2 separate regions of the Mus musculus genome follow, and region 1 is linked to region 2. A link is a contact called in public ChIA-PET data. All regions are on one chromosome and are shown on one strand. Each heading gives the region's core, a stretch centred on a gene start, on an enhancer-like site or on the middle of the called end of the contact. The rest is flanking DNA. Distances are from core to core; before and after follow the strand shown.

Region 1 (5,395 bases), core at 2,134-4,633, 490 kb before region 2:
TCAGTCACCGTTCAACCCCCATGAAGCTCTACCCTTTTTACCCAGTCATTTCTTAAGATCTCACCTTCCTACTGCTAGCATTTGGAGGAGGGATTTCACGATGACAGCAGAAACCTAAAGGCACACTCCCCAAGATGACATGCTCCGCTCCTCCCCTTCATTGCTGGGTGAATGTCAGCTCTCTGAGCCTGGCAAACTTAGAGGCACAGTGACCCAAGACATCACTCCAGGTCCTCAGGGTAGTGCTTACTTTACTCCACACCATTATAAGATAGGCCAACAGGGTTCCTTTGCTAGGAGGTGAAAGAAAGGTCATGTGGAGAGAAGACGGAACTCATGAGACAGGAGAGATGAGCTGGACTTCATGATTGGTTCAGGATACTGTAAGTAAAAGTGATGTGTACAAATGGTCTAGACAGATGTATCCATCCTTTTGACACTGTCTACACATGAAGTACAATTTGGTGGTGGGCTATATTGATGTGATAAGTATCTCTTGTCTGCACATAAGATGCAGGATGGATATGGTGAGAGACCATGTCAGCATCAATGGACCCCAAAGGGCTGGTGGGGTGGGAAGTGGAGAAGATTGGGATTTGAGTATTCCAAACTTTGAAAAGACAGTTGAGCATGGTGGTGTATGCCTTTAATCCATAGGCAGGCACATCTCAAAAGTTTGAGGGCAGCCTGGTCTACACAGCAAGGTTTAGGTCAGCCAAGGCGGCATAGTGAAAACCTATATCAAAACAAAACAAAACAAAACAAAAACAATCACTAGGCTGTAAGGTTAGAAAAGGTTGGGAGAGCTGGGCATGGCTGAAGCCAGGATGCTGAGACCAGCATGCTGAGGCAGGGTTGTGGTCATGTGTTTAAAGACTATGGGGGAGAAACAGCAAGTGTTTTTGGTTTTGTTTGTTGATTTTGCTGGGGGACAAAAAAAAATGAAAAGAGCTAGGTTTTAAGGCATATTTCAGTCTGACCTTGCTTGGGTTTCCTGCAACAGTGCTGCCATGTTGGGAACAGTTCGTGGGAAACTTACAAGTGTGCGTGCTAGATAACAGGCCAATACAGCTAGCTGCTGGATAAAGAACTGCAGGTACTCAGTTCCTGCGCATTGCCAGCTGGTCCTAGTACTCTGGTACCAAAGTCCTTATGTGCACAGGTCCTTGTCTATAACCCATGGACAGACATCTGGTGCTTGACAAATCCTCTAGGTTGCTTCTAATGTCTAATATAATTAGCACTATGGACTAGTTTTATATTACAAATTTTGTATACTAGGTTTGAGGAAAATGATGAGGTCAACAGTATAAAATACATTCTAGATGAGGGGGTTGTTTGGGTTAGTTGGTTGTTCCCCCCCCCCCCCCGTTATTTTTGGTCTCTAACTGAATCTATAGAGGTGGAACCTATGAGCATGCTGACTGTATTCTAACATGCAAGTCATTTAGTCGGGCCTTGATGATCCAGAGGCTCTCTGGCAGCACCTCCCCTGCAGACTGTGGGTGAAATTCTTAACTCCCCTTTGGGACTTATTGAGAGACTCGGGGTGTAGCCTATGGCATTTCTTCCTTAGTGAAAACTGGATGTGGCTCTGGCTTCACCCCAGTCACCTCGTGGTTAAGGGAGCTGGCTACAGCTGTCTCCAGGCAGGTCAGTTCAAAGGCCACTTCACACACCCACCTAGTTTTCTCCAGCAAAGGCTCCCAGCTAACCAGAAGTCTGCTAAAATTCCCAGGAAAGGGAGGCGTCCACAAGGTCTGTGGCTCTGGCTGCCCACCTGAGGTGCTTTATTTCCATATGAGAATTTTAATTTGGAGATGGATAACTGAGTTGAAACAAAGATTCTCTGTTAAACTGTCATGAAAAGGAATGTGCTGTTAAGGAATTTTTAGGAGACAAACAAGGCTAAGGACTGATAAGATTTTAGAAGGAGAGCAGCCACCGATGCAGCCCTGCCATTGATACAGCACGCAAGCCTGCCAGGACTGAACTCACAAAACATATAGTCTGGTTTTAGCAAGATTTTATTTTGGGGCGGGACAGGACAAGTATTTTTTTTTTTCTTTCTTTCTTTTGACGGGCAGCTTCTGAGTCCCTGTGGTTCCTTTCATAAATGTAAGGGTTGTATTCTGATGACTAGGGTTTTCTGAATTCTGTCCCCTGGCCTCAGACTGAACAGCTCTGCAGGCTGGTCAATGCACCCAGCCTTCTGTCAAACCCCTCATCCCATAACTTGCCCAGGCCCCCTCCTATACCAGACCTGCTGAGCGGACTACCTTACTAACCAGGTATCTGGTGACCTGTGCTCAACTCGCTGCTGGGTCAGGTGGGTCAGTAAAAAGGATGGGGCAAGTTAGAGGCCAGCTTGTCCTGGTTCTGCAGTTCTTGGATTCTCAGAGCCAAGAAGAGCTAGCTGGAGGAGTTGGTGCAGGCAAAGCATAGCTCCCACCGGCAATCCTAAAGGACATGAGCAAACCTCGGGCTGTGCTGCCCTGGATTCTGAGAGGGGTTGGGGGGAGGGGGGAGGGGGAAGGGTAGGGAGGGAGAGTCAGTCTCCATTTACTGCTTACAGGAAGAGGTTCCACGGGTGTAGTGTATGATGGTCTCTGATTAGAGACTCGAGGTCAACACCATGCTTAATCATAAAGGGTCATGCCTTCCATCCTTTCCAAAGGCCTGCTCTATTTCCTAAACATGGGTCTACACACTCTGCCCTGTGAGGCTGGAATATGCACTCCTAAATCGCATTAGTAGGTGTCATGAGGGTGAGGCACCACCTCCTTGTGGACAGCTCTGTGTTCTGGCAAAGAAGAAAGATCATCTGTCATCAGCCAGGAGAAACAAGGATTTCTGAGGGAGCAGTGCCTTGAAATAAAAATAGCAGAAGTCAAGCTTATGGAATTCTGTAATATGCAAATGAGGTGACTTCCTGGGCTCTTGTGATTGGACAAGTCTCCACAGAGCATCCAATGAAAGCCTTTAGGTTGTGGACCATCTTTAGTGTCTGAGGGTGTGGCCATTTAAGAGAGTCAGGGTTGTGCTGTAAGCTGGTCATTCATTTCTGGTGGTCAGCTTGTTTCCTTCCTGGATCTCTCGCCCCTTCCTTTCAGTTTCTCTTCAGGTTTAGGGCTCTGGTGACTCGGGTGTCGCAGCTGTCTGCGCTTCCAACCACTTCCTGCACGGAGGTCTGTGAGCTGTGTGGCTGATCACAGCGCAAGACAGTCTAATCCAGCTCTCAGCAGTGCAAGGATACCCAGAAGGCCACCAGCTACTGAGGCTTTGTCTACCCTCGGGGGCCCTTCAGTGACTACCAAAGGCTCTTCAGAGATAACCAGAGTCCCTGGATAGCTTAATGGAAAAGCCTTAAAGGACTCCTGACCTGGAAGAGAATAGGCAGTCTCCCCCTGGTGGCCTGGCCGAGGTAGTACCGCGCGGCACATTAGAAAGCCGGGTTTGTCCCAAAACAAAGGTCTGGGGGCTCTTCAGCCAGATCTTGGACTCTACACAGGTTGTCTTGACGATTCAGTTGGGAGACACTGTCCCCGGCTTTGACCCCAGCATTTAGGATAGGTCAGCCAAGTCTACAAAGTGAGATCCTATCTCAAATTAAGTAAACAAACCAAACAAAAAACCAAACAAACCAGCAGGCGTCGGTTTCCTGATTGAATTGTATGTTAACCATCCAGCTTCCGCCAAAGAGCAAAGGAACTAGTCCCCGCAAGTGCGTGGCTCAACACCGTTTTGATCTGGTGCTCTCCTTGGAGAAAATTTGTACTGCAGTATCTCTATTGCTATTTCATTACATCCACATTAGGATAAAAAATACAGCGTGGTGGGCACTTTGCTATGCATACTAGTACTAATATTAATACTAAATACTTTGTATTTGAGTTTTTAGCCCATTTCTATCTATTTGCAAAATTTCAGGAAAATTGTGAGAGAGGTGGAAGCAAGCACTCCCCGTATTTACAGCCAGCTGGTTTTCACCTTCACCTAAAGGTGGTCATTATTTTTGAGAATATTTTTGGTCGATTATTTTACTAATAAATGTGGATCATAGCTATGCACTGAGGGCATGGCTCAGTAGTCAAGAGCACTGGCTTCTCTTCCAGAGGACCAGGGTTTGGTTTGTGGCACTCACCTGGGAGACTCATAATATTCTGTATATATTCTGTATTCAGCTCCAGGAGATCTAGGCTCTCTTCTAGACTCTGAGAACACTGCATGCACATGGTACACAAGCATACATGCAGGCAGAACAGCCACACACACACACACACACAGTGATTGTCTTCCTATGAGCTCCCCAAAAACGTGAGCTAAGAAAGATTCATGTCTCCCAGCTACAGGCATTTTATTATGAAAACAGGAAATTAACACAGAAAAATTTTTAAAAGTTTATTTTAAATTCCAGAACAGGGAAAAAAGGGTCACTGCAGGGATATATCACGTAGAACAGGAGAAAATGAAAGTTCTCCACATTGTGGTATCAGTAATACTCCACAATTTAAAAGGACTGACTTCAAAATAAGTCCATCAAGGAAAAAGGGAAAATCAAAACAAACACAAACTCTACAGGGTCAGTGCCTACCTAGAGTGGAACCCTAGACAGGGATCAAATTCCAACAAGTCCTAGGGAACTTTTACAGAGAAAGACTCTGAACTTTTGATGATGCTGCCATGTGACTGTACACTCTGACCAATGTTCCCTGTGTGAGCTCCGCTCACAGATACCTTAACTACGGCTGCAAGGAATCCAGTGTCCTGTTCTGGCCTCCACAGGTACACACACACACACACACACACACACACACACACACACACACACACACACGAGAGAGAGAGAGAGAGAGAGAGAGAGAGAGAGAGAGAGAGAGAGAGAGAGAGAGAGACAGGCAGACATAAAGTTTCATTTTTTTGTTTGTTTCCCTGTGTAGCCCTGCCTGTCCTCAAACTCACTCTGTAGACCAGGCTGGCATCGACCTCAGAGATCCGCCCTCCTTTTTAGATTATGCATGTGTCACCTCCTGGTGTACAGGCATGCGTGCAGACAAAACACTTGTGTACATACAATACATAAATCTTAAAACAACCAACCCCCCCAAAAAATTCTCTAGCTAGGCAGTGGTGGCCCACGTCTTTAGTCTCAGAGCTCAAGAGGTGGAGGCAGGTGGTTCTCTGATCTACACATTTTCTATCTGGCCAATTTGTTACATATAAGTATCACAATGATAAAGAAGGAAAAAAAGTTAAAACTTTATTACTCCAAGGTTGAAAAACTGTAACATGCAGGGGATGAGGTGGGGTGGGGGACAGTGTGTGTGTATGTGTGTGTGTGTGTGTGTGTGTGTGTGTGTGTGTGTGTGTGTGTGTGTGTGTCTTTTATTGGGTC
Region 2 (5,211 bases), core at 1,983-4,482:
CATGAGCTGGGGTCTGGGAGTGAACAGAGGGGAGAGATCAAGCTGAGCATCCATGCTCCTGCCTCTGCTTCCTGACTGTAAGTGTGACACAACCAGCTGCCTCAAGATAGGTCGATCTCTCAGTTCCAGGCCAGCTTTATCCACACAGGGAGCTACAGCTAGCCAGAGGCACATAGTGAGAACCTTTAAAAAAAAAAAAAAAAGATTAAAAAAAATAAAAATAAATCTTCATTAGCAATGGACAGTTGCAAATTAAGAGTGTAAATTGTTAATACTGTAAAAGGCTGCTCCCTGGGGTGTGTGGCTGAGGGTGTGAGTAGGGACAAGAAAGAGATCAGTCTCATGAAATGTTCCGAGTCCAGAAAGAAGAAAGAAGGAGTTCTCAGTCAACCACTGGTTTTTATATCTCCTCTGTTGGGTAAAGGAGTCACCAAAGGTTGTGGGTGTGTTTAAATGTGAAGGATCATGAGAGTGGCGGTCCCCAAAGGATCAAAGCAAGGCTTTCATTAGAAAAAGACTCGTCAGAACAGATAAGATAGGCCTGAGCAGAGGGCTCCCATTGACACAGGAGGTATCAAATTTAAGATTATCCGTGATGGTCACGTTCTTCAGGTTGCAGGCAGTCTTGGTCGCACAGCCCATGGCTTGTAGCTTGATGATGTCTTGGTTCTCTTCCGTTCCTGTTAGTGAAAAGACCCAAGAATCACTCTTTCGCTCTCGTTTCATCTCTCCTCCTCACCCACATCCTTAGAAAGTAAACTTCCAGAATGGTCCAGAATCCACCACTCCCACCTCTGTGTGAGGTCATGAGCACTGCTCCATCCATGTAGAAGCTGGGCCTTCTTGTCCTCTGGCCCTACTGACTCTTCTGTATAGAAGGAACCTTAAAATGACCCTTGTGTCTCAGACACAAGACTAACAGTGAGGCCTCTGGGTACCCATTCAGCAGGACAGGTGAGTTTGATGCAGGTGAGGATGAAGGCTAGATGCAGGGTCTCAACTGTTGGCTAAAACCCTTCAGGTGTAACTTGCCTTCCCCACTCTACCCTTTCTCTCCTTCCCCACCTGGAGGGAAATATTGTGGATCTCTCACAAACTGACATCCTTCTGGGGGCTTTGAGTTCCCTCTGAGAATAACTATAGAATGCACAGGACATCTCTTTCCCAAGGTAAGCTGAGGTAGAAGCCTGCCCCACTGTAGATGGTTTGAATCATCTTTTGAATTCTGTGATGCCCTATTTTCCTCATTCACATCAACTCATCTGGACAAAGGGCCCTTCCCTTGCTTGCCCCAGGACTTCTTGTCTGTCAGAACTCTTTCTTAATAAAAGTGTGGCTTGCCTCAAGTCCCAACAAACTCCCAGTCCACCACTTAATCAGCTCCCAAAAAGCCACTGAGTCTATGGTTCCATGCAGTTTTCCATATATTGTTCAGGAAAAAGTTGTCAGCCCCTCCCTCTGACTGTGCATTCCAAAAAGAAAACTCCTACAGCTCTTTCCCAAGTTCCTGTCTCAAGGGCAGATGGGCCCTGTCAGGAGCCACCTAGGAAAGGCTAAGGCTAGCAGATGACTTTTATGAACTTGGCTCACCATTTTGTTTTGCTTTGTTTTGGTTTGGTTTTTGTTTGTTTTGTTTTGTATGGTCTGTGATAGGTGAGCTCTGAGAGACAAGGACCAAGAAACTTCATCCCTAAATTGCTTCTTCCTGTTGCTATGCCTCTCCTATCACTACTACATAGTCTAACAATCCCTGGGCATCCACCTACCCTATTGGGCAAATTTCCTGCAGATCAACATGAAGATGAACTTTTATGAATTAATGCTGATTAGATAAATGAATGATTTTATAGAATTCCTGGTTTGATTCAAATGATTTTTTTTAAAAGAATGTTTTAAGAAATGTTTTTAGTTGTTTTACTAGAAAGCTGTAATAAGGTTAGAATCAAGAATAGAATGTGCCCACTCCTCAGAATAGTAAGTAAAGACTGTGTAATAAGAAATACAATGAGCTTTCATAATTCCACTAAAAAGAGATATAGAGCTTGGGACAAATTTGTGTTCAAGGAAAAACATTCAGGTCCAAGGATGAAGCCACTGTGTGCACTGTGATACGGCTAGGCCATGTAAAAAATGGTGCTTTGCCGCTGACAATGAGCTTACAGCATGAAACACTGCTTTCAGCTTGTTATTGATACCTTTCGATAACTCTTCTCTTTTGAAACGTTTTATCTAAGAGGTAATTCTTCCTTACATAGAGAACTTTTTGTCTAAGAACTATAAAAAGCTGAAAGCAATAAAGAAGGTGGTGTAGCCGTTTCTGTGTTGTCTAAGGGACTTCTTTCCTTTGCTTCCTTTTCTCTCAAGTTCAGAAAGAGCTAATGAGCTCCCAGCCTCTTATCCGGCCAGTCAGGGGCTCCTGTCTGACTCAGAGGAGCACAAGCAATAAATCCTTACCTAATTTCCCGCTCCTGAACAGCATATGTTCGTCACAAGAAACCAGAGCTTAATTAAGCACAAATAAGAAGAGAGTTACAGAGTAAAACATTAGCCCTTATTTAAGCACAGAGTTAAATTTCCAGCACTTATTTAAGCACAGAACAGTAAGAAAGCGTTAAGTTTTCAATGTTTAATAAATCACAGAGAGTTATAAAATAAAGATACAGTGCTTACTAAGGCACAGAGAGCTAAAGAGCAAAGAAGCCAGCGGTTTTCAGCCACAGAAAAAGCAAGAGAGTGTTAAGTTTCCAGAAGCTCTCAGCTTCTAGCCCCCAACACAGTTAGAGAGAGTTACAAGGCTGGAGGTCATCATAAGCCTTCTGTCCTTCGTCCAATGCTGTGTTCTGCCTCAGCTCTGAACCCCAAGAGGCCAGGGAAAGCCCCTGGCAGGACCCTTTATAACAAATATATAATTTTCTCTTAATAAAAAACATTGCTTTTCTAAATTTAGAGCAACAACAGGTAAAACTTGAGCGCTTGTGCATAGGCTTTGGTTGCCACATTGGCAGCAGTGGTAAAGACATCTGGTCCTGAAGTGCCATCACCCTATACTTCCAGGACATCACAGCAACACAGGTGCGCAAATCTAACTCTTCTGTCGGGAGCAGTTACATTCCTTCACCCCCATCTCTTCCCTTCCACCCTTAACGCTTGCCTCCCAACAAATGACTCCTTCCAAACCTTAGAAGCACGTGGCCCCATATGAGCACTTTCTCTGTGTGAAGACAGGTTTCAAAGATGCCCCACACAGTCTCTTGGCAGCTCCCATCCGTGTCCAATCAGGGTTGCTCTAAACTACCAACAGTCTACAAGAGGAAATGATGTGTCACTTCTGAGATAGAGCTCCCCGTCTCTCTCTCTCTCTCTCTCTCTCTCTCTCTCTCTCTCTCTCTCTCTCTCTCTCTCTCTCTCTCTCTCTCTCTCTGTCTGTCTCTACTTTACATCTGCTCTGAGGAAAGCCATCAGTTAACCATGAGAACATTGCGGTAGACTAGAAAAAGATCATAAGTAAAAGAATTGAAACTCACCAGAAACCACAAGTGACCTGGGAAACAGAAACTGACAAATGAACACAGCAACCTCTAAACACCCTGGGCCAGGCCCATTGCACCTGGCCATTCTCCAGTTATAGACCCACACATACTGAGATGTAACAAATGGTCCACTGTTTTCAGTTGCTACATTTGGCACAATTCAATACATAGTAATGAGTGACCTGCTGTGCCTTTAACAAAACATTCGAGGGAATAATCATACCTCTGGCAGTAGCCTTAATGCACATTGTCTCCTCCCCCGTGCACTTTAGTAAAACAGGTCTACATGTGCCACATTCACTGAAGCAGGCAGGACATTCAACGCCATTGGGTTCTGAAGATAATGCAGGCACTGAATGGAGAGAGAAAAGTTTTCATCTTGGGAAATAGAAAGAAGAAACAGCTGAGAACATGTCTATCCTCTGCTCATCTAATACAGGTTGTTTTCCACAATTCTACCAAAAAGCATTGCAGTGAGGATGAGCTGGGAGGAGGCTCAGGAGAAGGCCCTGGGGTGTGAGTGCCAGGTAGAACCTCATGGGAGTTCAGAGCCGTCCTCACTTTCATCAGTTACTCTGTTCTCTATCTTGGAGGGAAAGTCCTAGATAATGGGAGAGGAGAGAATCTGTTTTCTTTCTTTCTTTCTCTCCTTCTTTTTTTCTTTCTTTCTTTTTTTCAAAGCAACTAACAGAATTTTATTATTCCCATAATAGACAATGCGAAGACAAAGGAGACAAGGACAACACTCTGACTCTACCACAAATGAATGTTACAAGTCTCTAGTGGTTCCACATATGAAAATGTATATAAAGAAAAAAATAACCCAGAGAAATATAAATATTCAGATATTTTCAGCATGATACAATGTACTTAAAAAACCAACAGAGCAGTATTTTTGTAATGGTAAGTGTAACTCTGATGGTAATTTAAAATGCCAAAGCACACCTTTTTCCTATCCTCCTCCATAGTCTGGACTGAGGGTTAAGAATTACGAAAACATTGTATGATAGAAACACGTTTAGTGCTCAGAGACAAAAAACTCTCCTTATTTTAATCCATCAAGATGCACATATTGAATTTAGGAATGCCAGTCACTGTTATATGCCGATAAATAAAGCAGGCCAACAATACTTTTATAATCAAACCCAAGTAACTTAGAAGTTGAGGACAAGCTTTCAAAACACAGCAAGACTACTTCTCAACAAAACAAACTGTAAACCTGGGGTATTAAGTAGGTGAGAAAAGGCTGATGGCCAGAGGGGCAGAGCAAAGCAGTTAAGCCATGAGATGCACATTAGAGAAAATCCCCAAGACCAATTCCTGCCATCTAACCCCCACTCAGTCTACCTCACAGGAGAAGGGCCTGTGTGTAACTCAAACCATTTCCAAGGAGCGGAGTGCTGTATACAAAGGAAAGACAAGCATCAGTGCTGTGCCCCAGCACAGTGAGATGAGCCCTCGGAAAAGCAAAGGAGACACGGGGCAGATAGTAGATGTTCAGAGACAGCTATACTCACCCTTAATGGGCTCTTTGCTACAGTGTTCAGTGTAGCAGCAGCGATGGTCATAGCTCAATGCCAAATGCCTCTCCACTGTTACCGAGAATTCTAGTCCAGTACAACTGTCTTCAGAACAGCCTTTCTGCACATATGTTTGATGTGCTGTGAAGCAAACCCCACCA

Evidence for each region. ChIA-PET counts read pairs in DNA pulled down with a chosen protein or histone mark.
Region 1: a contact with region 2 is called in an RNA polymerase II ChIA-PET map of memory CD8 T cells, with 7 read pairs. The contact joins two enhancer-like sites. A contact is called at or near these places in 1 of 39 promoter capture datasets (embryonic stem cells) and 2 of 115 datasets of contacts at active chromatin or transcription factors (embryonic stem cells and memory CD8 T cells).

The regions. Positions count from the first base shown.
Region 1 is chr11:58,926,144-58,931,538 of GRCm38.p6, reverse strand. It overlaps Btnl10 (butyrophilin-like 10), which reads right to left. Exons shown (of 6, transcript NM_001363414.1): 6 at 4,931-5,395. Among named protein-coding and RNA genes, the nearest start is that of Rnf187, 10 kb to the left of the region's middle. Within about 2 kb of position 3,383, at least 232 of the 459 cell types and tissues checked have an H3K27ac peak or open chromatin away from gene starts, as enhancers often do. A contact at or near this core is called in memory CD8 T cells, where this site is marked.
Region 2 is chr11:58,435,337-58,440,547 of GRCm38.p6, reverse strand. It overlaps Gm12253 (predicted gene 12253), which reads right to left. Exons shown (of 7, transcript NM_001045542.1): 4 at 5,048-5,191; 5 at 3,754-3,882; 6 at 542-662. Among named protein-coding and RNA genes, the nearest start is that of Gm12253, 5.4 kb to the right of the region's middle. Within about 2 kb of position 3,232, at least 32 of the 459 cell types and tissues checked have an H3K27ac peak or open chromatin away from gene starts, as enhancers often do. A contact at or near this core is called in memory CD8 T cells, where this site is marked.